Linked DNA regions of Macaca mulatta: region 1 is linked to region 2. A link is a contact called in public Hi-C data. All regions are on one chromosome and are shown on one strand. The core of a region is the stretch at or near the end of the contact, and the rest is flanking DNA. Distances in the headings are between cores, read along the strand shown.

What was found. A called contact is a pair of places that touch in the nucleus more often than the background predicts.
Region 1: a contact with region 2 is called in a Hi-C map of fetal cortex germinal zone, with 2.2 times the contacts expected there. The contact joins the promoter of PSMC4 here to the promoter of EID2 in region 2. A contact is called at or near these places in 2 of 14 Hi-C or Micro-C datasets (fetal cortex germinal zone and fetal cortical plate).

The regions. Positions count from the first base shown.
Region 1 is chr19:51,117,972-51,120,671 of T2T-MMU8v2.0, forward strand. It overlaps PSMC4 (proteasome 26S subunit, ATPase 4), which reads left to right and starts at 1,333. Exons shown (of 11, transcript NM_001266336.2): 1 at 1,333-1,406; 2 at 2,305-2,403; 3 at 2,528-2,700. The coding sequence starts at 1,371.
Region 2 is chr19:50,647,361-50,650,060 of T2T-MMU8v2.0, forward strand. EID2 (EP300 interacting inhibitor of differentiation 2) reads right to left here and starts at 1,349. Exons shown (of 1, transcript NM_001194175.1): 1 at 1-1,349. The coding sequence starts at 1,103. The coding sequence ends at 393. All of the region lies in intron 1 of GMFG (glia maturation factor gamma), which reads right to left.

The DNA.
Region 1 (2,700 bases), core at 83-2,582, 470 kb after region 2:
TCCAGCCTGGGCGACAGAGACTGTATCTCTTAAAATAAAAATAAAAATAAAAAAAATATGAGTAGATGAATGATAACCTTTAGAAAGGATCCAGGAGGCTGGGTGTGGTGGCTCACTGGTTCACGCCTGTAATCCCAGCACTTTGGGAGGCAGATCACTTGAGGTCAGGAGTTTGTGAACGGCCTGGCCAACATGGTGAAATTCTGTTTCTACTAAAAATACAAACATTAGCCTGGGCAACAGAGTGAGACGCCCCCTTGAGGCAGGGGTGGGGGGGTGGGGGAGGGGGAGGGAAGAAGGGATGGAGGAAAGGGGAGCACATGGGGCTTCTACTGTTTGGTTTTGCGATCTGAATTCAGGTTGTAAGGGTGTGTTCACTTTGTGTAATTTCGTCGAGCTGTAATGATTTGTGCTCTTCTCTTTAACTTCAATAAAAGGTTTATTTAACAAAAACTGTAGCTGGTGTGAAGGGTAGCAGTGTATCCCTGGGGCCTGGAATACAGGCTTTGGGGTCAGACAGACCTGGGTCCCAATCTGTGCTTTGTCCTTTCGGCACGTTGTGACTACAGCTGGTGGCTTCGTGGCTCTGGGCTTGTTTCCTTCTCTATAAATGAGGAAACATAATACCTGCTACGATGATGCCTGTAAAGCTTAAGCACAGGACCTGGCATAGGTTTGTAAGGCGGAAACCTGGGATACAGAATTAAGGCCTATGGATCTCCTGTGCAACCCAATTTCTGGGCACTGGCTGCCTCATTTTCCCCAGCCCAGACGCGTGGGTTCTACTTGACTGGTTGCTCACTGCGGGCTCGGGGCTCCTCACTCCTGGGGGTAAAGCCCGGTACGAAAGGTCACCTTCAGGGGCAGCTCAGACCTTCCTACGCCCGCGCGGGGCACAATCTTGGGATCAGCCCCACAAGGAGACCCTACCCGCCCATACGATCCCTTCTGTGGAGCCCAGCTCAAGGCCCCTCCAGCCCAGACACTAAATGAAAGCTAAGAGCAGTTGGCCGCCAGACTGTCCGTGCCAGAGCTCTGCGAACTTACTCCGTTGAAAGAGCAACGGCCTTGCGCCACCTCCTGGGGTAAACCCCCAGCCCTTCACTGCAGGGCAAGATGGCGCTGTCGCGTGATGCTGCGCACGCGCACAGCTCCGGTCCCGCCCCCAAGCCTGCGGGTACGGACAGCGCACGAGCTTATGTTGAGGGCGGAGCCCAGATGAGCCCTTCATCCTATCCTGCCCTTCCAGCCACTCTTAGCGGTAACTTAAACTACGCTTCCCAGAAGCCTCCTCAGCCAGGGACTTCCGTTGTCGTCAGCGGAAGCGGTGACAGATCATCCCAGGCCACACAGAGGCCGGCTTGGTCACTATGGAGGAGATAGGCATCTTGGTGGAGAAGGCTCAGGTACAGTGGGGACTTGAGCTTTTTAGTCCGTGCTGGGCTCGCGGGGAGAGGGTGAAGCCAGACCTGAGTGGGGAGATGAATGGCTTCCGGGACCCCAGCCCGGGTTGGGGTGATTTCTGAGGCCTCGGTGGAGAGCTTTGTGCCGTTCGAAGGCTTGTCTGGGTGGCCGAGTGATGGTGGGAGGTAAGGCTCAGAAAGCGGGTCTAGGGGAGTGAGTGACGTTAGTGGGTCTTTGGGACGGATTGATTTCGAACCCTGGCCGGTAGTGCTTAGTTAAGTCGGTGGCCCGGCGTTGGGATTGGGTCAGGCGGTGAGTGATGTATGGGATCCAGCTGTGCGGCCGAGTGATCCCCGGGACTAGGCTGCGGGGCTGACTGATGTTCAGGGCTTTGCTGATGGGGGTAATGGGGCGGGTAGTTAAGTATTATCTGTGGCTTGGCTGAGTGATATTTAGGTCTAAGGTGAGTTAGGAGACTGTGACATAAGGGATCTTTGAGGGGAAACTGGGGAATGTTGGGACTCTTTGAAGGCGCAGTCACTTTAACAGCTTATCTAGGAGAGCCATGTGACATTAGGAACCTCTTGAGGGGGATCGGGTGGCATTTGGGTCTGATATGGAGTTGATGTAACATTTAGATCCTAGGTGGGGGTTGTGTGACACTGGGGACATGTTATGAGTGATATATGATAACATAAGAACTGTTTGGGGGCAAGTTGACATAAGGAGCTTGTTTAGGAGGCCAAAAACAGGATCTATTTAGAGGGTCTTATGATATCAGGGGTCTGTTAGGGGGTAAGTGACTTCAGGGTGACATGGGGAGGGGAACAAACGTTAGTGAAGTTGAGATGCTTTCATGAGAGGACCGTCTTCCAACGTAAGTTGTCCCTTTTGGTCTAGGATGAGATCCCAGCGCTGTCCGTGTCCCGGCCCCAGACCGGCCTGTCCTTCCTGGGCCCTGAGCCTGAGGACCTGGAGGACCTGTACAGCCGCTACAAGGTACATTCAACCCCCAACCCAGACCTTGCACAGGACCTGGCATCTTATACTCTCCCCATTTTCCACCACTCTCTGGATCAGCAAGGGCTGGAGCCATCCCCTTCTGTCCCCTCTCTGCTCACAGAAGCTGCAGCAAGAGCTGGAGTTCCTGGAAGTGCAGGAGGAATACATCAAAGATGAGCAAAAGAACCTGAAAAAGGAATTCCTCCATGCCCAGGAGGAGGTGAAGCGAATCCAAAGCATCCCGCTGGTCATCGGACAATTTCTGGAGGCTGTGGATCAGAATACAGCTATTGT
Region 2 (2,700 bases), core at 99-2,598:
TAACTCAGCGTTAACGTCTTATTCTGTTCAGCACTATCTGATAATTTCTTTCATCCTCATGGACTCTAGTATTGGTGATTTTTCATCAAGTCTCAGTTTTATAAAACCATCCTTTACTTTGTAATAAAGCAATGTTGAGAGACATTTTCCATAATGCAGGGGAAAAATGTAGATCAATCACAAACTCAAATAATGTTACAGTTATAATACTTTGGACATTTTTTTCTATTTCTTCTGTGATGCTTTTTCAAGATAAGCTTCCCCCTCCCCCCTTTTTTCCCCTCCACCTGTGCACTGTCTTATCACAATATACTCTTGACTTCTGAAAATCAAGTTGCAGGATTGGTATAACTGGAATGCAGAGGTTCTCTTGAAGTAGTGTCACCACGTAACTATTCTCTATTGATAAACTTATCACAACCAAGTTCTTCTATCAGAGGGTTGATAACTTCAGATGCAGTCAGAGCTATCGTAAAGGTTAAAATATCGAGGTCCACCCTGTGAGGATTTCGCTGATATTCGGCATCAAACGCTGCTTCCCTTGCTCTGCAGGCTTCCACGAATCGCCTGCGGCGTTCTTCAAGCTCTTGTATTCTGCCGGGAGCAATCGGGTAATTTTCCAGATAGTGGCGGAGAAACTGCTGGTAATTGATTCCTAAAACGCTAAGTGGGTGGCGGAGACGGAGATAAGGCAACGCAGCCAGGCCTCCGTTCCCGTGCCTGGACCTGGGCCTGCCCTCGGGACCCTCTTCGTCCACCGGCTCCCCCAGCAAGCGGGCGACCTCAGCCATCCGGGCTTCCCTGGCTGCCGCCGCCGCCGGGCTTTCCCTACCCGCCGCGGCTGCCCTGGCCACCGCCGCCGCTGCCACCGGGGCTCCCCTGGCTGCCGCCGCCGGGGCTCCCCTGGCCGCCGCCATCCGACCTTCCCTGGCCGCCGGCATCTGGCCTCCCCTGGCCGCCGCCATCGCGCCTTCCCCGGCCTCCTCAGGCTGTGCCGGGGCCGGCTCCCGCCTCCCGCGGCCTACCTCCGCCTGCGGGACATCTCTGTCACCATTCGCCGCGCTTGTCTGCGGGACGCTGCTGTCTGCGGGCAGCTTGGACATCTTAGACTGTGGGGTCAACTCGGCTCCTCCCAAAGAAACTGGAATAACGGGACAGCGCGATGCCCGGTGGACGCCCCAGTGCGCGTGCGTGAGCGCTGTGCGCACTATAAATGCCGTGTGCGTAACCGGGCGCGAGAGCGTAGATTCTACCGCATACCCTGGGAGCAGTGCGCATGCGTACTTTCCCGGGGCCCGCAGTTCTGCAGATGCCCCCTCGAGGCCGGGAAGCGCCAACGCATCTGAAACAGCCCATGGCCATTTCAACCAGCTTGATGTTTATGAGAAATGCTTACAAGATCGCTTCTTATAGGCATTCTCAAGGTTCTGTCCTAGGGTGTTTCTCTTTGTTCTCCAGTAGATTATATGCCACCTCTATTATATATCAAGATATTTTAGATTCATGGTCTTTTCTGGATTTTTAATTTTTTTTTCATTCATTCCTTTGCCTATCTTCACCCATACGGATCGATTATAAAGCTACTAAAGGTTTATAATTATAGTCTTTTCTTGTTATCTTTAACTTTGCATTGACTACCTTGGACATTTGTTTTTCAAATCTTATTTGTGCAATATAACATTCAGAAAAGTAAACAAAACATAAATATACAGCTGAATGATTTATCACAAAGTGAACATCCATTTAACTGCCACACAGGCCAAGAAATGGAATATTTCCAGTATCCCAGAACCCTTCCTCTTCTTCTTATCACTATCCTTTTCTTTCTACCCAGAAGTAACTACTACCCTGATACTTACGGTAATCACTTTCTTGTTTTTCTTTTCATTTTACCACCTAAGGGTGCATTCTTAATGCTGTAGTTTAGTTTGGTCTGTATGATGAATTTTATGTATGTGAGAAACACATTCACCTGTCCAAACCCGAAGAATGGATTTGGAGGCACGAAGAACAGTGGAAGTGAGACTTTTAATAAAGATCTTGCAAGATCAGCTGGCGAGTAGGCAGGCACACCCAGAGCAGTCACAACAGGTAATTTATCTCCTAGCATGCAAGTCCCTCCCCCGGTTCCTAATTGGTCAAGTACTATGAGGTTACAATCTTCCCGGACTTCACCTAGGTTTCACTACCCCCTTTATAAGGTTATACCCCATCCCCTTACACGTTTAAGTTTCGATTTCCCAATAATAAAAATTCCTTCCTTTTTTTTTTTTTTTTTTTAAATGGAGTCTCGCTCTGTAGCCAGGCTGGAGTGCAGTGGCGTGATCTCGGCTCACTGCAACTTTTGCCTCCTGGGTTTGAGCGATTCTCCTGCCTCAGTCTCCCCAGTAGCTGTGACTACAGGCGCATGCCACTAAGCTCAGCCAATTTTTGTATTTTTAGTAGAGATAAGGTTTCACTATGTTGGCCAGGATGGTCTCAATCTCTTGACTTCATGATCCACCTGCCTCGGCCTCCCAAAGTGCTGGGATTACAGGCGTGAGCCACCGTGCCGCCGGCCACTCTCTTCCCTTTTATGGGCTGACCCCGCCTCTACATTCTATTCCCTTATTGTGACCTTCTAGGTGCATGAGCCCTGCGATTTGTTACATTTTCAGCCTGGCTGCCAGTACTTAGATTTATCATGCCTCAAAAATGAAC